Regions from separate parts of the Astyanax mexicanus genome. Here region 1 is linked to region 2. The links are chromatin contacts, called in public Hi-C maps. All regions are on one chromosome and are shown on one strand. Each heading gives the region's core, a stretch centred on a gene start, on an enhancer-like site or on the middle of the called end of the contact. The rest is flanking DNA. Distances are from core to core; before and after follow the strand shown. Region 1 holds the start of acsl6 (acyl-CoA synthetase long chain family member 6). Region 2 overlaps acsl6 (acyl-CoA synthetase long chain family member 6).

Region 1 (4,119 bases), core at 616-3,115, 50 kb after region 2:
TGACATTTTTGTCAGCAGCAACTTATTATGTATTAATTTACAATTCACATTGTTTGTTCTTGTCGGATTATTCTAATGAAATGCTGTTGAATGCTGAAAGGGCTCTTTTTAAATGTTTGCATGGACCAGAACAGATTCTAGAATGCCCAATTTATTAGAACATGTATGTGATGTGTGTTATTGTTATTCTATCTTTTCTGATATTCTTTATTACTAAAATAGATTTTTGGACATGGCAGAACATTAGTGGAACCTTTAGTCCACTAATTATCCAACCTTTTCTCACCATTTAATGAGTTGTTTAGAGTTTTGAGTTCCTGAAGAACCACTGAATATAATAAATTAATATTTTATGGGAGAAGTGATCACCCTGCTGTCTGACTGTCTGCGCATCCTTGTCCTTATGTGCTCCATATTCACCTCCTCCCCCAACACACACACACGACCTTCAGTGGCTGTTCATAACTCAGCCTTCAGGTCGAGCCCGTGTGCCGCGGGGACTGATCTCCCGCACCTGCGCGTCGTGTCGCGAGCGGTTGGTGGGTGATGTGAGTCTTGAGCGCTTCATTATTAAAGAGGGGAAAAAGAGCAGGTTTCTCACGCGCTCGAGCTTCTGCTCCCTGCATAATGGATGAGCGCGCACACATGGCGGGCGGAGCCGGTGCAGCTTCTGGAGTGTCCGCTTGCCATCCGCCCGCGAGCGCGGGGGGGCATCAGACACGCGCCAGTGGCGATCTGCAGACTCATCAAAGACTCACCGCTATCTCCTCCAGCGCGAGGCCGCGGCCGCGTGGACGGTGGCTGCGGTTATCGCAGGAAGGGCGGTGCGTTTCAGAACCCCCGTCGTCTGGACAGCTCCCTCCAATCAGATGCGCCCTCACGCGCGTCACCGGCGCGCTCCGGCTTTCCCTTTCACACCCGTATTCAGAAAAGCCGGTTCTGATTGGCTAGGACGGTCTCACCTCTCATTTGGGCGAGGATCGGAGAATTGGATTGGCTGCGTTTCGCCTAACATCCCTAGGAGCATCCGGTCTCTATAGGCTAGGATTGGTCAGCAGAGACTCTTGTCTTCCGGGCTGGGATTTGCTAGCGTGTGCCACCTCCTACCTTGCGATTGGCTGAGACAATGACGATGTTAAAAACTATCCTTGAGTATGAGCTGCCAGCCAATCCCCGTTAAGAAACCCCGCATTTACCTGAAAACGGGTGGAGCCAAGTGGAGCCGCTCTGCGCCACCTCCATACCTCCATCCATCCATCCCTCCATACCGGCATGAGGCTCAGCGCCATTCAAAAAACATACAACTCCACCATTCATACTCCCCCCATCACACCATTACCACTGCCTCGCCCTCATTGTGATTAAACACGCCGCAAGCCTTTTTATACCAATGCTCCTCCATCCCTCGTGCGATTTAGCCTGTATTTAGCATACAGTCTGTCTAAAGGTCATTACGCAGGAGAATGGAGAACCCAGAGAACACTGCGCATTAAAGACACCAACACAAAACACTATCATCATCAGCGCGCAATCCAGCCTTTCTTGACCTCGTTGGAAGGTTCAGCTCCACTAATCTGCAGCAGAACATTACGAATAAGCCCATCAGCTCACCTGCAGAGCCGCTGCTCAAACCCGCACACAACAAAACACCGCACATACAACAAACCCGCACACACAATAAACCCTCACACACCAAAACCCAGCACACAGGTTTACAATCCCAATCACACTCTGAGCGCAAACTGATAAAACACAAAGACTTACCCAGCAGAATCCAGAGAGAGCCAGCAACGAGAGCAAAGGCTAGCATGACTCTCTCTCTCTCTCTCTCTCTCTCTCTCTCTCTCGCTCTCTCGCTCCAAGAGCGCAGACGCAGCACAGGCTCAGCTCGAGCATCTACTAGAGGGATGAGTTGGGGAGGGTGTTGGGAGATGGGGGAAGGGGGAAGAGAGGGGTTGAGGGCTCGGTAACCTGCCCTGCTGCTGCCCGAGCCCGGTCACCTCCTCACTGTGGTAATAAAAACAATAAAAGAAGAGATGACCATTCAGACTCACCAATGGAGGACGAGCCCCGAACCCCGGGGAAAGGGGGGGGGGGGGGGTTGATGGGGCGAGAGGTTACACAAATTGCTCAACATGGACTTAGGCCTTTACAATGCAAGCTGAATGTTTGTGATTGGCATCACCTCAAAACAACAATCAGTGCCTGAACACAGCAAAACAAGCCTGCCAATACACACACAGCATGTGTAAAACTTACACTGTATTTATACCTGTCCTTATGTCCAAAATCGAACATTTGTCACTGCTGGGTCCACCAAATTTTGACACTGGCCCTCAGTGTGTAGTGATTCCCCCTAGGCTACCATAGGTAAACATGATCATATATTATAAATGACTGCCTGGCCTTTATGTTGTAGGCTGTAAGAGCAACCTGCTCCGTGCTTTTTTTTTACTTGGCAAGAGCACTTAACTTCCTGTGACTGATCATGACTGACTATAGGTGGTAGCTTCTCTGTAAGCTGTTTGATGGCTCTCACTGACAAACAAACATATTGAGTCAGATCAAATTTGAGGCTAAAGATTGTAGATTTACACAGTTATGCTTAGTTCATGGAGATGTTTCTAAATGCAGGATTCAGGATCACCAGTTCAAACAATTGTATGTAAGTACTGGGAGGTACTCAGGTTAGCAGACACAAGTTTAGGACAATACATTTTCCAATGGGGCCACATGATAATCTGGTTCTGTTTTGGAGGGCCGGACAAACAGAGAGATCTTAATTTGGCTTAATGTAAATTGTATCTATTTAAAAAAATCAGTATTATTGGTAAGAGTAGAATAGGAAAATTGCAGTTGTTCAGTATTTTTTTACCCAACATTTTTTACAAACAAAAAAGTCAGATAAGACAAAAATGTCTGCATGAAAAACATGAAATTATCCATTTTAGTAACTTTATATCAGTTATTAATCATACTGGTAGTAGCATCATGTACTTGGTCTGTTTTACTGCTACTGAGTCTATATTGTGCAGAGTGGAGGGAATAAAGACATGTTCTTCAAATAATACACTATGTTTAAAAATTGGACCCTGCAGGGTATTTCAATGTCACAGTGATCCAAACCACACATAAGTAAGCAACAAGAAACATCAGAAAAATTCGACCATTTCTAACGCAACAGGCCACCCATCCTTGAACAAGCAGTCTCACGCCTCGACTACTGCAATACCATACTAACTGGCCTCCCGGCCTGTGTAGTAAAACCACTCCAGGTGATTCAGAATGCAGCAGCACGTCTGGTCTTCAACCAGCCAAAATGGGCACATGTCACTCCACTGCTCATTGAGCTTCACTGGCTACCATTTGCTGCTTGTATCAAATTCGAAGCGCTTACAATCGCCTACAAGGTAATGATAGAACAGCTTCTTCCTACCTGCACTCACTCCTGAAGGCTTACGCTACCTGTCGGCCGCTGCGCTCCTACAGTGAACATCTTCTATTTTAATTGTAAACAAAGTCATTAAGTATAATCTAATCTAAAATTACATTTTGTAGGGAAAATCTAAGTCATCTCAAAAAAAGCTTTACAATAAATTAATGGTTTCTCTGAGACTTTCCTGAGACTGAGAATTGCCAACCTTACAATTAGGATTATATTTAAAGTTACATTATTGCACAGTAATGTTCATGCACAGTTACACACAGGATGCAATAAAGTAAATCTGAATAAATCGTGACTTTAAAAAAAAAAAACAGATTTAGCACATACCATATTTTCCAGAATATAAGCATCCTTAAAATCCTTTAATTTTCCCAAAAATCTTCAGTGCGCCTTATAATCCAGTGCGCCTTATGTATGACTTTTACCAGTCAGGTTGTAAGGAGCAGTAAAGTCTATCCACTGAAGTACAGTGTTATACAGGTGTTTCAGTTTCTCCAGCAGTATTAGCATAATGATAATATTGCTGCACCCAGCTATAGTGGAAATTTGGAAATCTAAGATTACTGTAAACAAATGGAAGCGTTTTACTCACCCAAATAAACAGTTTTCATGTTTGTAGATTAACATCACAAATGACATTAACATATATATATATTTTTTAATTACAGTTTTGT
Region 2 (4,052 bases), core at 1,284-3,783:
TATTAACAAATGAAATAAATGTAACCGGTTAAAACATTAAATGTCTTGGCTTAATACTTAATAAATAAAAAGTCAACATAAATGTTAGAAACATTGTGCTATGACTGTCCTCATGGAGCACTGCATTAGGACAGTGTGCCAATTCATTTTTGGGCATTAAGTCATACATACATACATACATACATATACACATGCACACACACATAAACCAGGGCAATTTAGATTAACCAATTTCTGAGCAGATTTGGTGCATCAAAATGTTCTGGGCAATTTTATTCAGTATTCAATTCATCTGATCTCCATGTTCTTGGAATGTGGTAGAAAATGCAGACACAGGGAGAACATGGAAACACTGAGAGGCAAATGTGATAATCACCAAGCCATCATGCCACCTATTAAAGGTTCAGCCTCCAGAACTTCAAACACCAAACATTCCTTCAGTGACTGATTAAGTTGTTGGTAAGAGGACAATTATATATATATATATATATATATATATATATATATATATATATATATATATATATATTAGCCATAGAACTGCAGTTTTCAGACTAAGTGGCTCAGGTTTCCTGGACGTGCTTTTGGGTTAATGTATAACTTAATTTTTCTACGCTTCCAGGGATTTACCTGAGGTCCAGTCTCCAGGGGTGGTGTAAGTACAGCCGGCTGTGCACTCCGTCTGCCCATATGCCTCGTACACCTACTCATCCATTTGTGTGCCCACACACACCGGCCCAAATTAAATAGACAGAACAAATAAGAGAGAAAGTTAGAGGATGTGGAATTTAAAAGCAGGTTTCTGTGTAAGTGTGTCTGTGTGTGTGTGTTAAACATGTGTGTCTTGCATGTGGTTCTCACCTGACAGCCCAAAGCTGCTCTCAGGAAGCCGAGAACCGTTGGGGAAGTTGGGGCGGCGCCTGTTATAATCATTCGTAGCCTCCCGCCTAAACTGGCCTGCAAACAAACACACCAATCAGTCTTAGTTTATCCATCCATCTGTGCATCTTTTTATTCTCTAGCTGAAATCATTGGGAGAAAGACAGGAATACCCCCTGGGTCAACTAAAAGGAAGCACTGACACCCATACACTCACATCTATGTGTAATTTTGTATACCCTGTTTTTTCTATTCTGGATTTCACTTTCACTCACACACACACAAAAACACAAACCACCATGCAGTGAAGCCTTATTTAAGGGTATGGATGCTTTGGTGTTGTTAGCTTGTTGTTTTGCTGTTCCAGGTGGTTGCTTTGGTATTGAAATGCATTTAATATGGCTGGATGTTGCTATGGTGTTGCTATGTGTTTGACACTTGGTTTCTATAACATCCTTTGTGATTGGCATGGTACAGTTGCAAGAAAAAGTGTGTGAACCCTTTGGAATTACTTGGATTTCTGCATAATTTGGTCATTAAATGTGTTCTGATCTTCATCTAAGTAGACAAACCCAGTCTGCTTAAACTAATACCACACAAACAAATTACATGTTTGCATATTTTTATTAAACACAACATGTTAACAGTGAGGGGGGAAGTATGTAAACCTTTGGATTTATTAACTGGTTGACCCTTCTTTGGCAGTAATAACCTCAACCAAACATTTCCTGTAGTTGCAGATCAGGAGGAATTTTGGAACATTTCTCTTCACTGTTTCAGTTCATCAATATTCTTGGGATATCTGGTGTGAATCGTTCTTTTGAGGTCATGCCACAGCATCTCAATTGGGTTGCGGTTAGGACATTTGATCCCAAAGGGTTTAAATAGTTTTTCTTGCAACTATATACAGTGACTAGTGTGTTGGCTGGCATCCAATATGGTATCCAATATGGTTGCTAATGTGCTTCAGGTGGTTACATGGTCTCCAATTGGTCATTATGGTAACCCATTGGTTTGGTTGGTTGTGATGTATGAAGGATGCACAAATCTTTCCATACTTTTAATTTTAATGAAAAAAGAAATCGTTATGTACAACATTTTATTGCACACTGCAAAGCAACCTAAAACATAACTTATAAACTGAAATACTGACCTGAATCTTACTAAAGAAGATCTTGTCCCAAATACTGTCACTCCGGATGACACCGCGGCTGACTTCAGCTGCTTTTCTCTTCGCTGCAAAATTTAGGATCCATCGCTTCACTGAATTATTAGCCTGACTGAATATCTGAAAAACACAGAGACAGTATTAGTATTTATTTAATTTTAGTAATAATTGTTACCTGTATTATCATCATAGCTCCATATACTGTGTGTGTACACTAAGTGTATTCCCCGTGCTTTGTGTTTGACATCCTTTCTGCACAAATAGACCACACACACACACACACACACACACACACACACACACACTGGATGCTGCTGTTCCACAGGTCTGATGGTTGTGCTGCAGCTGAGAGTCTCTCACCTTGTCATACATGCGGTTGAGCAGTCGAGGCACCACTGGGAAGATGGTGGGCCGCAAGACCTTCATGTCTTCTGAAAGCAGGCGAATATCACCCTGGAAAAAGCCAATCCTCCCACCGTGGCAGTACACCACCGCCTGCGCACAATGGGTCAGCAGTGTGTTAAACACCAATAAACAATTTATACTGAGAAGTGTATTATTATTAGCTTAAAACGTGAACCAGTGGTTCTCAAACAGGTCCTTCCCTACAAAAATATTGGTGGGGGGGTGATTTTATGTGCTAAATGCAAATAAAATGCTTTGAAACTCCAATGCTAACAGTGGCCCAACCACTTCAAGTTCTGAGGACTGATCTGAGAACTACTGATGTAGAAGAAGCGACAATCTGTTCCTCTCAAAGAAATTTAGGTTAGTGTGAACCCAGTCTCCATTCAATCAACTCTCAGAGGACCCCAGAAGACATATTCTAGAGACACAAGGAGCTGCTGAAGGCTACAGAAACACCTGGGTTACATCAATTCACGGTTAGACAAATTGTATGCAAATATAGAAATTTCAGATCTGTTGCTACTCTCCGATCACTCCAAGAGAAAAAACAGCAATCCTGAAGGTGCTGAGAAAGAACCTTTCATGTCTCATTTTTGTCTAATGCTATTTCTCCTAAGCAATGTTAGGAGAAACAAAGTTGATCAAATATGTCTCCTGAGACATGAAAGATCGACATCTGAGCAATACTTTTTTTCTTGCAACTGGATCCCAGTACAGCCTCACTCAGAGCCTACTTGGAAGCTGAAAAAGGGTAGTAATGGGACCAGGAGGGGTTAAACGTAGTAAATCAAATTTGTTGGGAGAAACATCTGTGAAGCCCTTAGACTACCGGAATATTTCACAATGCTGGCTGAGTCACAGACGTAACTGCAGCCCTCTTATTATGTTGTGACATTACCTAAGAAGAGGGATGTGTACGCACGGCTTTATAGAAACACTGATCAACTGAGACAAATGGGCCATTCCACCGAAACAGTGCCTTTTGCTTGTTATAAATCTTTCAAATAATTGTTTTTCAACTCTGTATATAATAACACATATTTAACTATTCAAAACATGTACTGGTCAAACTCAGGCAGCTTTACTTAATTTATTACAAGGTTTCTTAAGCCGCAGATGGTTACAAAACTCATGTGACATTTAAAAGGCATGTTTAAAAGCCAATCTACTAATTCCTTTGGCTTTCTTTCAAAAAAGTCGTTATTTTTAAAGAAATTGTTGACTGCATGTTCAAATAATTGATAATTATGACAAAAAAATCACTCCTGTTAATGGCACTCATTCCTGTTACTGGAACAAACAGAATCTAAGAATGAATTGAGGTAACAGGAATGAGGTTTAAAAATGACCTCCTCAGTCAACAATTAAGGGAACTCAATTTTAGCCTTTCCATGATCTTTAGAAGAACGTGGTTATGGTAACAGGAATGAGTGAAACCCAGGGAGAGAGTGGGGACAGGTAACAAATGCTATTTTTCAGTGTTCTAAGTAGATTTTATTAATGTTTTTAATTACAGGAATCCATACTCATCCTTAGGATACATGTAATACTATATAGGGAGAGTTTATAATTTTTTTGTTTACTAAGTAATGGTGGA

Evidence for each region. A called contact is a pair of places that touch in the nucleus more often than the background predicts.
Region 1: a contact with region 2 is called in a Hi-C map of muscle, with 2.9 times the contacts expected there. The contact joins the promoter of acsl6 here to the enhancer-like site in region 2. A contact is called at or near these places in 2 of 3 Hi-C or Micro-C datasets (both in muscle).

The regions. Positions count from the first base shown.
Region 1 is chr17:38,514,936-38,519,054 of AstMex3_surface, forward strand. It overlaps acsl6 (acyl-CoA synthetase long chain family member 6), which reads right to left and starts at 1,866. Exons shown (of 21, transcript XM_049466765.1): 1 at 1,765-1,866. The coding sequence starts at 1,810.
Region 2 is chr17:38,463,973-38,468,024 of AstMex3_surface, forward strand. It overlaps acsl6 (acyl-CoA synthetase long chain family member 6), which reads right to left. Exons shown (of 21, transcript XM_049466765.1): 12 at 2,408-2,542; 13 at 2,033-2,167; 14 at 862-957; 15 at 631-703. Among protein-coding and RNA genes, the nearest start is that of LOC111193835, 31 kb to the left of the region's middle. Within about 2 kb of position 2,534, the one cell type or tissue checked has an H3K27ac peak away from gene starts, as active enhancers do.